Regions from separate parts of the Rattus norvegicus genome. Here region 1 is linked to region 2. The links are chromatin contacts, called in public Hi-C maps. All regions are on one chromosome and are shown on one strand. Each heading gives the region's core, a stretch centred on a gene start, on an enhancer-like site or on the middle of the called end of the contact. The rest is flanking DNA. Distances are from core to core; before and after follow the strand shown. Region 1 has its middle 27 kb from the start of Rnu6-198. Region 2 holds the start of Notch1 (notch receptor 1).

Region 1 (7,232 bases), core at 3,475-5,974, 46 kb after region 2:
ATGGAGAGAGAAATAGAAGGAGAAACAGAGAGAAGCAAGCAGATATGGAAGGAAGAAAAAGTGAAGGAGTCCCAGCCCTAAGCGTGCTGCCCCATCAACATGGAGCTAGGCTTCAGAGCCAGCAATGGGGAACTGGCATGTTACTCGGGGATAGAGTGACTGTAGCTCAGTCTGGACTGTGCTCCCCCAGGAAAAGGAACCTCACCTAGCCCAGGATCGTGCTCTGCTCCAAACTCCTAGGTCAAAGGAGATGTTGGCAGGAGACTGGGCATTAGATCATCTACACTCATATCCTCACATTCCCTAAAGACAGAATATGCGATACTAGGCAAAAGGGAGCAAACTCAGCAACAAGGAATATTGCAGGGCGCTGACCCTTCTACTTGGCCTTCTTAGAACATCTTGGGGTACAGCCGCTCACCCTCCTGGGGTGACAAGTCACAGAGCTGAAGACCCTGCTCAAGTCAGGAGTAAGGCCAGCTTTGTCCTGGGAGTCAGGACTGGTTTTACTCCCTGTGAGAGAGTGAAACTTGCTGTAATTGCAGCTTGAACCATCTCACCTCCCAGGCTGCCCCACTTCAAAGGCAGCTGGCCTCAGGCAGCCAGGGAAAGTTTCTGGGTGTCTGTGAGCCCTCCCTCTCCACCTACCCTTTCAGGAGCATCTGCCTCAGGCAAGAGGTGCAGCCTGGAGACTCTAGAGTCTCACTCCAGCCCCTTTGCTCCTCGTGGGCAGGAAGGGGTCCTGAGAGTGGGCAGGCTGCCCTGATTAGACAGGTGGCAGGTGCTGAGGCTCTCACTGTAGCATGCTAAACAGTCCTGGTTTGGGGATCAGCTCCTTTCCTGGGGCAGACCCCACTTTCTCTCAGCTCTCTGTTCACATCCATCTTGACCAACTGTCCTGGGTATCCTGCATACTAACTTTTATCCACAACGAGCACACGGGCACAAACATAATCAGACAGACAGTTCCGGGGCTGTGGCCAGATGGGAAGGAGTGAGCGGGAAGAAGCTTCCCTAGAAGCTCATGGAGCAATGGCCTAGGGGATGGATGTGGGGTGTGAGGAGGCAGTACCCAGGTTCCCAGGACATGGCTCAGTAGGTAGAACCAGGGGCTAATTAGAAAAGGGGGCTCTGTAGAGAGGTGGTCTCCAGACTTGACGTGGATGGTTCCCTCTGCCTCTCTGGCCCAACCTAAGCCGGTCCTGGGTCAGCACTGGCTGGTTGAACAAGTCTCTCTGGCCTCCTACCTCCTTCAGGGATACCTGTGGCCTTTGAAGCAGCTCCTGCTAGCATGCTATAGCAGAGCTCAAATAAAACAAGCACCTGATGTTGATTTCAAAGGGGTCTTTGTTCCAGCCTGTGTCCTGCTGGCCTGTGGGCCTGACAGGGCTCCTGGTTTACCTGTACTTCTACAAGCCAGATGACTTGGCAATGGCTCCCTCTCACACCAGACTCTTGTCTGTCCTTGGTCAACACTGGGATTCCAAGATATCTCTCTCTCTCTCTCTCTCTCTCTCTCTCTCTCTCTCTCTCTCTCTCTCTGTGTGTGTGTGTGTGTGTGTGTGTGTGTGTGTGTGTGTGTGTGTGTGACTACAGACCATACTTCCTAGGAAAATAGACACTGCAGGTCTCTGAATGGGAACAAATGGCAAATGGGCTGGATCTGTCTCCTGGGTGGGGGAAAGCCAAGCTGACAGCTGGCCCACAGCCTCGCCAAATGGTGTATGTGGTATGGACACCTGGCTCCCACAAGGTCCCCCACTTCTAGAGGTGTTGTACTCCTCTTAAGTCATGGACAGGGTACAGAGTGGCCAGAGAAGAGAGAGTCCAGTGATACTACGATCTGAGCTGGAGTTTGCCCATTTCTATTCTGTGAGATAGCCAAGGCCCCTAGGTAGGGCTGGAATGGTAGCTTCAGCCAAGTGGAGGCCCCAGCAGCCAGCTTTGCACCCATCCCTCTCTACAGCTGCCCCTGAGGGCGGTCTTGGAAACTACTAGAGCTCCAGGCCCTAGTCAGCTGCTGGTTCTCACATTTCTCTCTGGGTGCCCCTCCCACGCATCAACTGCATGCCCCAGGGCAGTTTTATCCTGGCCTTGCTCTTTCCCTGACTCCTATGGCTCAGCTTCCTTGAGACCCATTGCTTGGCAAGTACCTAGGTGGCCTCATTCCTACCTGCCAGGGCTCCTTAGCTTGGGTAGGGCTTGTCTAGGATTCATTCCTCAGCTTGAGGGTAACATGCCAGGCTTCTGGGGAGATGCCTCCCTAGGGATCATCAGTGTGGTAGATTCTGCCTTCCCAGAGGACTGAAGGTGACTCTGACACCCTCTTCCTCAAATTTTTCCTGAACGCACGTTGTGCACAGGGCCCTTGGTACTCTGTGTTCCACAGAGTCCTACCCAAGCCCCAGATACAGTCCCTGAGAACCATACTGCTAGGTCTGTGGCCACTGGTCTTGGGCTTCTGGGTACCTCTAGGCTGCCTTGGAAGCCACTGGTGGAGCTCAGGGTTCAATCTTCATCCTTACCCTGGCTCTTGTCTTTCTACCTAGCCATTGTGGCAAAAACTTCTTCCCAGGCCCTGTGAAATGGCAGGCCTGACTCCATATAGGGCAGTCTACAAGGACAATGGCATCATGGGTAGGGAAGACTACAGCATCCACAGTCCTTGTGGAAATAAGAGAGCCTGGCATGTTGAGTCAGGACAGGAGCAGTGGTTTCTAAGGGGCGAATAAACAGGGCTAAAAGGTCTGAGGACCTAACATCCTATAAGAGCACAGTGCCACAACTCAGCCAAGCCTTGAAAGACCACAGTATCAGGGACCAGCTGCTCTGGAAACAGGAGAGCTAGGGTACTACAGCTGCTCCTGTCCAGATACCCCAGTACCTGCCGGGTGCCATCTTGGAGGGAAACAGTGACCCAAACTTTAGTTTCCCCACAAATGTAGATGGCACACTCACCTTTCAGGCCATTGGAGGAAAAATGACAGGCATTCAGAATGGGGATAGGGTGGTCCCTGGAGGCTGCTGTGCCAATGCGTGTAATGGCTCGTCAGGGTATAGAGTTCTTTATGTGTGTATGTCTGCGTGTGCAAGCGGAAGCCAGAGGTCAACCTTGGGTATCATTGCACACACCGCCTCGTTATTTTGAGACCAGTCTCTCATTGGAACTCAAAGATTAAGCTAGGCTGGCTGGCCGGTGAGCCCTAGGGATCTGCCTGTCTCTGCTTCCTCAGTGCTAGGATTATACGTATATACTATTAAACCTGGCGTTTTAAAATGGAGGCTCTGACCAACTGAGCCACCTCTCAGGAGTGTCAAGTCAGCTTATTTTCTTGTCTGACCTCAAGCCTGATACTTCCATACCCACCTAACTGGCAATGGTACTCACTGTGAGGCTGGCCTCCCCCCAAGAGGTTATTGGGAGTGTTTGGAACAAGGGTGCTCGCGCTGCATATCCAGACCAGCTGGATGAGAAGCTGACCAGCAGGATGCTGTGCATTTGACCCTGCCCCAGGCTTCCTGGGCTGCGGCCAAGCACTCAGAAACAAAAGGCCTGTGGTATGAGGGAGACCACAGAGTTGGAGCCTGTGACGTCTGGATCCGGAGTTAGGGAGCTCCAGACTCTTGCAGAAATTTCCAGAATTCTTGATAACCTTCTAGAACTACACACGTGAGTTTTCAGTTTCCAGGTTCTCTAGCTCAATAGCCAAGCTGAGCCTTGAGCAGAGTGTGGGACTTGAGGGTAGAAGGGTCCTGTGCCCCTGGAGAAAGCCTAGAAAAAACTAGCCAGTGGGGACCAGCTTCAGATATCCATCTCTAAACCCACGTCTCCGCTGGAAGCCGGTACCAGATGATCCTGTCACTAAGCATGGCCACAGACTAAATGTCCTGCGAGGATATCACATCCACAGAAAGCAAGGCATTGAAACCTGCAGCCCAAAAAGCTTAGCTGTTTGAGGGGAGCTGGGCCTGGCTATCGTGGATGGCAGATACACAAGCGTGACTCAGCTCTCAGACGGACCAGCCACAATAAGGAAAGATGGTCTGACAGCTGCTGGTCTAGGAGGAACCTAGAAGGAACTCAGAAAGCTGCGGAAGTCACATAGCAGGCCACAATTTATGTCACTGTCTCAGAGACAAGTCTACAGAATGGGACCCATCAAGCAATATCAACTTGAGGTGCTGTGGATGGATGGTTGGGTCTGCGGGGGTGTGCCAGCCTGTAAAAGTTCCAGGTGAATTAATTCACAATAAAGTTGAAAAAAAAAAAGCAAAACTAAAATTCTTGCCCTGGGTCCACAACTTGGGTGCCAGGTTTATGTGGGCCTGGGGCAGGGCTGTCCCTTCCCTCATGGCCTTTTACAGTACAACGGGAGTGAAGAGGGAGGGTTTCATCTGGCTGCAGTTTGCTCAGCAGGCCGGGCCCCAACTGTGACCCTGCTAGACCTCCTCCCTCCCACAATCTTCCCAGAAGGAAACAGAAGAGCAAACAGCATTTGGACTGCGGCCCAGGAAGCCTGGTGGGGGCTGCCCCACGTCCCACCCCTGCTAACAAGTGGCCTGTGTCCAGCATCAAGGCAGAGACCCTCTGAGTGGTGAGACCCAGGACTGCCCAGACCGTGGGAAGGCTGTGCCCACTGTGAGCTCCATATATAGGGCCTGTCACAGACCCTGAGTATGAGGGCCTTGAAGAGAGACTCAGGAAGGAGACTCATGCAGTCCCCTTTGTGGGTGACATCCAGGCCTCTGACCCCTGTCCAAGAGTGAAGGAATGCTGGGCCAGAGAGGTCTAGGACAGCTAGGCCGTCCATTGCCTGGTGGCCCAGAGAGTTGTCCTTTCTCCAGCCCTCTCTCCTTTCCCACCCAGTACTGGCCTTAGCCACAGTCACACGTCTTCCTGTAGATGACCCCATACTGAGTCCTGGGCCATCAGGATACAGAGGCAGGGGTTCCCAGAAACTGGCATGTTAGTCACCAGTAGCCAAGGTAGCTACCTACTGCCCAGCCCCACTGGCTGACCCTGGGTCCTGTGGGTCACAGAGTGGGTTGCTGTTCATGCAACCCCCTGAACTGACTGTATGTCCCCCAGGACTGACTGTGCACCCCTAGGACTGTCCAATGAGGACAGACCACATGCTCTTAACAGTGACTACATGTCTTCCTGGACTGACCACATGACCCCAGACGTCATGTGTCTTTGAAATGTCAGTATTGATCATTTACCTCACCCCCCTTCCCAGGACAGAGTTCATGCACCCCAAACTGATCACATTATTCTAGGACTAATCATACCCTCATGACTGCCCATGCAGCCTATGTGACACTAGGACTAACTTTCCACTCCCAGGAATGACCATGTGTCTCCAGTACTGAGCACATGTTCCGGAACTGTCCATGTGCCTTTTGTAACCAGCTTCAAGTGGTGTCAGTCAGAAGCCATGACCCAAAGCACTTTAACCTCTGCTTTTATTGTTCCTGTTGGGGTATAGGACACTTAGGTACCCCAAAAGAAGAGGAGTATCTCGGGGTCGGCTGAGAAGTCGCCCTGAGAGATTGCTGGACAGAGTAGGTATAATATATATAGGATGTGTGATATTGGGCCTTTTACAGGGGCTTTCTGGCTTCTCTTGAACCTTCTGTGTCCCAGAAGCCACAGGAAGCTAGGAAAGGCAATTTCTGACTCCCAACAACTACAACTGGGGGTGTGATTGTCAAAGAGACCAGAGGAAAGGATGAAGCTACACAAGTTGAGGCAGGCCCCATGAGCCCAGACCTGGGCATTAGGGGGACATTAACCCATCCATGCCCATCTCCTTAATGGGGTGAGGACAAGGGAGCCAGGCCAGATCTATCACTTGGCTTGGGCTATGGTAACAGAGTCACATAGATTAGCAGCTTAAACAACGTGAACTTAGGGTCTCAAGGTTCCTTATAGCCAGATGTCAGAGGTAGAGGTTGTGACATAGATTGCTCAAGGCCCTGGACTCCATTTCTCATGCCACATATATGAAAAGCGGTCTGAGATCAGAGGGTCACTGTTGAAGAAAGTTTTAATCCCACTCTGGGGTTTCCATCTTGCCAGTATTAGCCTTAAAATACAAAGGCCAACCTGTAGGTCACAGGGCTGGTTCCTCTAAAGATATCCTTCTAAGACTGCAAAGGCCATCTATTCCCTGGTCCCTGGTGTGACCATCCTTCCCGGTGTGTCCTGGTCTCTTCTTGTAAGGAAGACATCTGTCATATTGCCTAGGGATTTCTCTCACACCCCACTTCTTAACACAAGCTCTTTAAAGGCCCTGTCCCCAAAAGCTACATATTGAGGCCCTGGGGGTTGGGGCTTCAACACAAGAATTTCAAGAGGACACTACTCAGCCCCTGAAACCACTGGGGATGAGGCTAATCCTGGGGGACTTCCTCCTCAGTAGGGAGTGCTCTCTTGCAGGATCAGCCTCCTCCCAGTATCTCAGATCTCTCAGCCAGTATACATCATCCAAGGCAAGAGAGAACTGGCCTTTTGTCCCTGATGGAGCTCTCTCGGTTTTCATTATCTAAGGAGACCCATGCTTCCCAGATGCGCCCTCTTCCCTGCGTTCAAGGTCCCAGCTGACCCCAAACACCCCATTTGGTCCCACCATGAAGCCTTTAGCCACTCCCCTCCCGGGAGGCTAGCCATCCTGAATACCTCACCTTAGCTGTGGTATTGTTTCACCTTCCTTCTGGGATCAAGGGCATGCATGAACAGAGTAAGGGAGGCAGCACTGTGACGTCAGTTACTGTTCAGTATGGGGCTTGGGGTAAACTGCCTAACCTCTCTAGGCTGCAAAACCTCATTAGGAGAATAGAACCACTTACCACGCAGGGCTGCTTTGAGCTTGCCCTGGGCTGGGTCAGACTAGATAAACAAGCATCCCTTTGCACCTAGGACGTTCTCAGGAGCTGTTCCTCTGGGCTATCAGAACAGAGGGACCCGGAGGGTCCCAGAGCAAGCTCCTCACTGACCAGAGGGTCTGTTGGCAGCTACACCCTGTCCCCATAGCAAGGACATTTCTCTCCAGCTACCCCGCCAGACTCCATCTCCTCTTCTAACTCTGAGAGACCATCTAGATTGACCTAAAGGCCTCTCGAGGCCTTTTCTGTCTCCTAAGAAGCTGGGCAACTCTACCAGCTATTCTGAGGGCCATAGCGGCTCTTACAAGCATGCTTCCATATGCCCCACCTCTGTGCTCTCAGCA
Region 2 (7,919 bases), core at 2,534-5,033:
CTGTGGATTGGCTGTAAGCCCCCCACCCCAAATTGCACAGTGAGTCCAGACCTGTGCCTATCACCAGCCAGGCCTGGTTGTAGCCTTGGCCTCCAGCTCTGCTGACCAGAAGTGAGCATATCTCTTTCATCTCATTGGACTTACGGAGTGAGCACAATGGGGCCTCTGTGGATAGAACTCAGTGGAACTCTGAGCCAAACTGAAGCGAGTTTTCTGCCAAGGAGGAAGGGCCTTAGGATCTAGTGCAAGACAGAAGGCCTGGCACTGAGATCCTTTCAGTGGCCTGGCCTGTACTGCAAGGGATTTGTAAGCAGCTTCCCCAACTCTGGGAGGTGGGAAAGAAAGCACAGCACCATTGTGCCTTTGGCTCAAGAGGTCTTCACACAGATACTAAGACACGAGCTATTGGGGGACTGCAGCAAAGGGACTGTACCCCCATGCACGACTCTACCAAGTATGGCAGGCAGCAGACCAGACCGTGCCCCTTTTCTGGTGGGGCTAAGAAGAAACTACCCTCAATTTCTCCAGTCTGGCAGGACCCCTCCAAGTCCTGGGCAGAAGGAAGAAGCCTTTCAGCCCTGCCCTGCGAGTGAGGCAGGCAGAGCAAGGAGCACAGTGGCGGGGGAAGGGGGTTGTACATTCTGGGAAGCCACGCATAATTAATCACACAGCATTAATCGTCTCCCAACAATAGCTGCTGCCCTTCTACTGAATCCCAGCTGTCGGCCTCTGAATGGAAGGAAATAAGATTTAGGGCATCAAGCGTCCGTGAGGCTTCTGCAAGGGGGAGAGAGGCCCCCCCAAAAAAAAAGCAAAAAAAAAAGTAGTGTGCATTCATTAGTGTCTGACAGAGGCACAATCGGCTTTGTCCAATAAACTGCTCACAGACCAGCTTAATTGGCTTCAGTACAGGGCGGGCCAGCCAGGGAGGTGGGGCTGCAGCCCACAGGCTGGGTACTGGAGGCAGCAGCACCGTTGTCAAGGGGATGGGCCCTTCAGCATTTGGAATGAGGGCGCGCCATGCAGGCTGGAGCCTTCTCTGTCTCCAGCCTCCAGGGGAGGCCTCAGCTTCCAGCACCTTGCTAGTCTCATCGGGGAGGAGCTCAAGTTGAAAGGCACGAGCCCTAGCACCAGCAGACTTCCCCTGGCTGCCTACTCCTTCCCATCCCCAAATCACGCCAGCTGCACAGTTGATGGCCTGAGGCTGAGGACCCCTGGAACACAGTGCAGAGGTGGGGCTGCAGCTGCCAAGACAGAAGACAGACTCCAGCACTTACACCCACCACCCAGACAGCAGTACCAACAAGGACCATTCTAACTTCTCCTAACCTCAGGGAGAGGTGGATCTTGTCTTAAAATAGGAAATTTCCACTGGGCAGAGGCAGGCAGATCTCTTGAGTTCAAAGTCTACATAGTGAAGTTTGAGGACAGCCAGAGATACATTGTGAGATATTGTCTACAAAAAAACCAAACAAACAAACAAACAAACAAAAAAAACCCAAAACACCAGTACCAACAAAACCAGAACACACGCAATACTCAATTTCCTACCTAGGGCACTCTTGCTCAGAATGGGATCTCAGGTGACAAGGGGCGGGGGCTCAGACTTTCAGTCTCATCACCAAAAACAACTGTTTCTCAAGTATTTTAAACAGGAATTAGGGTGCCGTGGATTCCCAGGAGCCTGAGGGCCCACGAGGGAGCGTGCCAACCTCCAGGGGCCAGAGTAGCTCCACACGAGGCATAATTGCTGGTGATTAAGTAATTGCCAGACTTTGTCCAATAAAAGTCAGCACGTGACTGCACTCAACCTCTGGGCTGTCTTCCGAAGACAATAGCCCAGTGTTCTGTCCCCAGAAGGCAGGGGCTCTGCTCTGACAAAAGCAACAGGTCCCCTCAGGGGCGGTACTCACACACAGGCTTCAGTGCCGTTGGCCACTTCGCACCTCCCTCCATTCAGGCAGGTCCCACTTGGCTGGGAGCATCTCAAGCCTGGGAAAGGGTCAGAAGAGAGAGGTCAGTCTCGGTCCTGCCGGTGGACGGAGACTAAAGCCATGGTGCCTATGTACTAGAGTTACTGGCAGTCCGGAGGTGAAGCGTGGGAGGGGGAGCTTCTGGGTAGCCCTTACGGATCAATGTTCTGCTCACAGCGTGGCAGTCAAAAACTAGTGGGGAAGGGATAGGCTGGCTATGTGGCAGGTGTACAGCCCCATTCACAGTGAGGCGAAGTGGACGGCAACAGAAAAACTTAGGAAATTCTCCCAAACTTCTAACCACGCAGTCGAAGTGGGAGTGGATTAAGGAGCCCAGAAAAAGCCCCCGACCAACCTCCACCCTTGCTTCAGTTCAAACACAAGATACGAGGGGGCCGCAGGAGGGAGGGGGTGGCCACACTCAGCTCCCCGGATCGTGGGAAAAAGCGACAGCTGCGGAGCCCGCCACCCCGCCCTCCAACAAAGCGCCGGCCCGGGAATCAGAGCGGCCCATTGTCGCGCCAGGGCCGCCTCCTGGGGCAGCGGGGCCGCACCCGGAGACCTGCCCCGCCTCCTCCGACACCCAATACCTGTTCGCAGGCATCTCCAGGGGCAGCCCCCGCCGCACCCAGGGAGGGGGTCTTAGAAACCTCACTTAGAAGGAATTCCACCCTATTCTCGGGAAGGGGCTATTAATCAAGCCCCTCCCACCCCATCTTAAGAAATTAAGCCCCGAAGTGGGGGCCAAACTGGAGCATCACATAAAACCCCACTTTTAAGGAAAGGGTAGGCAGTTCTCTCCAACTACTGGGAGAAGAGTGCAGTTGGTTACTACGACAGGAGTCCCCAGTTCCTGGAGCCGGCAGGGAAATAAGCGCCCCCCCCCACCCCCGTTCCAATCGGCGCAGGATTTCCAAACTTCCAAAGTGAGTCAGTCCCACCCCCACCCTAGGCTGCCGCTTGCACATCGCCCCTCTTCTAAAGTTTGATTCCGGCTAGGGGACAGTGATCCTGAAACCCCATACTAGAAGTCAGGGCACATCGTCTCCGCCCTGCTCTAAGTAAGCAACGCGAGCATAGCGCCCCTGACCTCATACTGCACCCCAACATCCGCCCCAGCACGGGCCGGAGGCAAAAAAGAAAGAAAATAAATGGTCCCAAGAAGCAACAGGAAACCAAAACCGATTCGATTCAAATCGAAAAGTAGCAGGCGCAAGCAGCATGTCCGCCCCCGAGGCGAGCCCCAGGAGTGTCTGCCCAAGTGCGAGCCAGGGCTGGGCCTCCCGGGCCACCCGGCCTCGAAGCCCCAGAGCCCCATACCAAACTTTCAGCGTCTTTGGGCGCTATGAGAAAAATCGGTACCCCTGGAAGGAGGAGTCCCTCTCATACACCAGGACATCAGGTTCCATGTCCCGTCCACCCGCTCTGGCATCTGGTCCCTTAATCCTATCTACCCAGAGAGTGCGCAGGGCGCACCAGAAGTTTCCGAAGGGCGCCCGAAGTTGCGGGCTCGCGGGCGCCTACCTCTTGCGGCGAGCGCGGGCAGCAGCGTTAGGCAGAGCAAGGGCGCCAGGAGCCGCGGCATGCCTGCTCGCCAGCTGCCCGCTGCCGGGGCGGCGGCCTCTTGCGGTGGCCGGCGGGGATCGGACGTTCACGCGCACCACGGGCGGTCCCGCGGGCGTCCACCCGCTGCTGCCCTCTTTCCTGGCGGGTGGGCGGCGCTGGGCTCTCAGGGTCTCCCCGGCACTACAGGCACCCAGGCTCGTTCCTTCACTGCGCTCGCACCCGCGCCCTGCGCCCCACGCCCCTGCGCTCCCTCCCGCGGCAGAGGCACTAGTGAGGCTCAGGGCAGGCGTGCGCTCCGCCCCCGTGCGGGCCCGCCCCTGCCCCGCCCCATCCCACCGCGCTCCGCCCCCGGTTCCTGCGCACCCTTACTCCCCTTGTGGACCCTGTCTCTCTCAACGCTTTGGTGGGCTCTGCGCCTCCCCGGGCTAGGGAGAGCGTCTCTAGTCAGGATCTTATGGTTCACAAGACAAGAAGGCATGGTGTAGGGAACAGGCACCTAGGGACTACTTCTTGTTCGAAAGTTTACATAGACCAAAAGTTTGAACTGGGGCTGCGGAAGGATCAGGTTTTGTGTGTAGCGGCCCTTGGCGACATTTGGCCAGAATTTGCATTTCAATAGTAGAGGAGGTGCGGGTCTGGTGGGAAAGGCGTAGCTGCACCAGGAACCAGCTCTACCCTGGAGTTAGGTCTGGGGCCGTGGGCAGGATCAGCTGAAGTCAAGTTTTGGGGACTCCCGGGGCAGGAGTTTAGATGTGGCACCCTGACAGCGTTTCGTGCGTCCTAACCCTGGGGCTCCACTCTTGGGAGTCGTTTGGTCTTGGCTATAGGCATCAGGAGGATTGAGGCCAGGCACTCTTAGCCATGACTTCCGGAACGCTTGACCTTAAAGGATGGTGGCATCGCGCCCGCAGCCTCTGTAGAAGGGAGCTCGGGGCTCCCCAAGGGAACTCCCCAAGGACCGGTGCCTTGCTAGACAGATTGCGCTCTCCAGTCCCAGCAGGGACCCGAGTCTAGACGTTCCACGGTAACTCTTCTCACTGGTCCCTGGCTCTGCCACTTAGGTGGCCCGGAAAAGTGCTGTCCCATTACAATGATGCTAGCGCCAGCTTCTTCTCGTGTTTTAAATCTCTCCACCTTGAGGTTTGGACATCCTGTGCTAAGCTGCTTAGCACTGGACATCCAAGATATCTTCCTAATCCCTTTGCGGCCAAAATTCAATGGAATTTGGCACAAACAACACCTTCCCATCCCAAAACAGGATGGTGAGTGTGACACAGGGTAAGGGCCCAGGCTTATATTGTCCTACGAGCCTCCCATCTCCCTTGCCACACCTGTCTCTAGAAGGCACTGAAGGGCCAGTGCCAACAGCTGTCCAGACCCCCCCTCTCCTGCTCCTCTCAGAAGCTGGCCTCAAGCCTGGGGGTTGGCAACACGGGGTCAACACCCGCGAGAAAAATCGCCCAATGCTACAGAAATATTTATATAAGAGATCTGCAGCCCCGGAGAGCAGTTTCCATAGAAGGAACGTCTGGCTCTCAAGTGCCCCTTCTGAGATGGGTCCTGAAGGCCTCTGGCTGTCTGGGTGTGTGGCAACTCTTTTCCAGCTTCACCAGCACGTGCTACCCAACCTGACTTGGATACAAAGAAGGCCTCATCCTTCTGGAGTCTGGGGGAGTGGCTGACCTGACAGCATCTGCCATCCGTCTGTCCATGGGTGTCTGTACCTCTTCCACTGTCTCTGTCCAGCAATGAATATGGCTGTACATTGGACCAGCTGAACACAGACACTTGTTGGCTCTTTTTGTAGGTAGAGGCCAAGCACACAGGCAGGGGGACTTAGCTGTAGAACCCTCAGATAGCTGGGCCAGAAAAAAGGCCTGGGTGGGGGCAGGGCTGAGGTTGAGCTCTTGGCAAGTGGGTGTGAAGCTGTTTCACACAGTAGGCAGGAGATACTGGGCCTTCTAATCTGTGTCTACTAGGAAAAGGGCTTGGAGTGTAAAAAACAACCAAGATGACAACAACAACAACAACAACACACACACACACACACACACACACACACACACACACACACACCCCAAAACCAAAGCCTGATCAGACACAAGAGAGGCCTTCCAAAGACCCAGTGGAAGCAAGGAAGAGGATGCCTAGCAAGGCCACCTCAGTGGGAAGCCATTTTTCCTGCTGAATACTCAGCCTCAGATGCTGTTGCTGACAGGCTTGGAACACTATAACCACCTGCATCATGAACACAGACCAGTTGTCCTGGAGGGAGCAGGTCTGCGTCGGGGGTGTGATGGGCAGCACGCAGTCCCAGGAGTACCAGGGTTAGGCCTCCCGAGCCTGGGCTGCAGGTGCCTTTCCCTCCTGCAGGATCTCACCTTGGCACTTGTGCCCTGCGGGACCCGGAAGTTTGAATGCAGGTAGAGTGAGACTACCCAGTTCTCAGGAGAGGCTCAGAAGTATCCCTAGGAGAATAACTCTAGGTCAAGTCAGCCCAGGGCACACAGTATGCTTGGTTGGAGTGACAACGGAGACAACACAGGGAAGGGGTATGAGCATGGAGTGGTCCGTGGTGGTGAGTGTTCTGTCCTGAGTGGGGTGCCATCCGAACAGGCAGCTTCTCCCCTACTAAGTCTGTAGCTCCTGTCTACCCTTCTTCACTTTGAGTACCGCTTTGAACATTTTTCGGAGGTTTGACCATATCTCTATATGTGATTTCAGTTCCAGACGGGCAGGCCAGAGCTGGCTCCCCTGTGACTGGTGTTGGTTACCCCAGCTGTGCCAATGCAAAAGCACATTCCAGGGCCCCTGTCTCGCAAGATGCCCTCCCCACCCCCACCCCCCAGTTCTGGGCTTTCTTCCCAAAAACTCTTGTCAGACGAGCCTTGGTGATACCTTGTCTGCTTGGGTCTCTGTGGAAGGGTCTGACCCTGCTGGATCTCAGTACCAAATACTCTGTGAGGTTCGCTGATTGACACATAACTCGGGGGCCAGCAGGGAAGGTTCAAGGATTTCTTAGTGCAGTGTCCTGGCATCCCAAAGAGCCGGTAATGTATTGACCAGTTCTTCAGCAAGGGGCAGGACCTTTCTGAGCTATCTACAAGGTCAAGGGCCCTGTGTATGGCTGGGCACCTGCCCAGGGCTTCCCAATGCCCAGGAAGCCTTAGAAGGGGCAAAAGCATCCCAGAAGCAGGCCCTGCTGTTCTCCTACTGTGGGGAGGCCCAAGAGTGTGCTGCCTGGGCAAGTCCCCAAGGTACCCAGCTCCCAAGCAGGTGAGCTGCCAGGGCCCACATGATGTGCATTCAGGTTATAGGCCTAGCCTACCGGGCAGGTTTGCTATAGTCATCCAAGAGATGGCCTCAGGCCTGATGCCATGTACCCTACCCTCTGATGGAGGCCATCTATCTGCCTGTCCCCAAACTGCTCAAGGAACAGACCCTGGGCTCTGAAAAGCTAGCAAGAGCCCTGGGGGGATGTTCTGAGCAGTGTCTTACTGAAGTTTATCCAGGCCCTAGGGTCCCCTCAACGGCTCACACAGCCTACGTACGGTGGGTCACTTCTGTTGATTCCCAAGAGCTCCAAGGAAGACAGGAAGGCCGTGAGTGCCTGGGTGGGCATCATGCGAGCTGGCACACTGAGAAGCTGAGCACTCCCCCGTTCAAACCAGGGGAGTTTTATAGAGGAAGAGCCCAGGAGAGCTGTGAGGCTGAACCCAGAAACGGTACCTCCAGGCGGGGGGGGGGGGGGGGGGGGGGGGGTTGGGCCCACAGGAGGTTGTCACTATGCTACCCTGCTTACCCTGTGTAGGGTTGTGGAGCCTGGCCAGGGTCTGCCCACACACCCTCAGAGTCCCAGGATCCTGGGGCCCAAGACCCCTACGGAGCTGGGAGGAGGGGAGCCTCCACCCTGCCTGGCCCCCTGCCCGCTCCAGCTCAGAACTTTCTCCAAAAAGAAAAGGCCCCAGGGGACGAAACTGCGAAGCTCCACCCCCTGGGCTCAGTACCAGCTCAGCCTTCACCAGCCTAGAGGCTGAGTCACTGGAAAAGCCAACTCTCCCGCCCCTTGGCTCTCCTTTCTTTCTTCCCTTTCTCTTCCTCTCCTTCCTTTCCTCTTCGTTCCTCTTTTCCTTTTTGGTGATAAAAATAGCTAGGAAGTTGCCTTTTCAAAAAAAGAAAAAAGAAAAAAGAAAAAAAAGTCCACTTCAGTTCTCCGGGGACTGGATGGGCTTCCCACTGTAGTCGCCTGCCCAGACAGAAATCTGTGAGGCCCTGCACCCGTTCTGTCTCCCTACTTCTGCCCTGGCCACAATCCTAGAGACCCCCCCACCCCCTCACCCCCCACGGGATAGCTTCTCACTGGTTTCCTGGAATTTGCTG

The links. A called contact is a pair of places that touch in the nucleus more often than the background predicts.
Region 1: a contact with region 2 is called in a Hi-C map of liver, with 1.7 times the contacts expected there. The contact joins the enhancer-like site here to the promoter of Notch1 in region 2. A contact is called at or near these places in 7 of 12 Hi-C or Micro-C datasets (Schwann cells, frontal cortex, hepatocytes and 4 more) and 1 of 1 datasets of contacts at active chromatin or transcription factors (oligodendrocytes).

Annotation. Positions count from the first base shown.
Region 1 is chr3:29,762,572-29,769,803 of GRCr8, forward strand. No RefSeq gene overlaps it. Among named protein-coding and RNA genes, the nearest start is that of Rnu6-198, 27 kb to the right of the region's middle. Within about 2 kb of position 4,725, at least 19 of the 93 cell types and tissues checked have an H3K27ac peak or open chromatin away from gene starts, as enhancers often do. A contact at or near this core is called in Schwann cells and liver, where this site is marked.
Region 2 is chr3:29,717,830-29,725,748 of GRCr8, forward strand. Notch1 (notch receptor 1) reads right to left here and starts at 3,784. Exons shown (of 34, transcript NM_001105721.1): 1 at 3,498-3,784; 2 at 1,914-1,992. The coding sequence starts at 3,558. It overlaps LOC103691754 (a long non-coding RNA gene), which reads left to right and starts at 7,589. Exons shown (of 3, transcript XR_010064738.1): 1 at 7,589-7,919.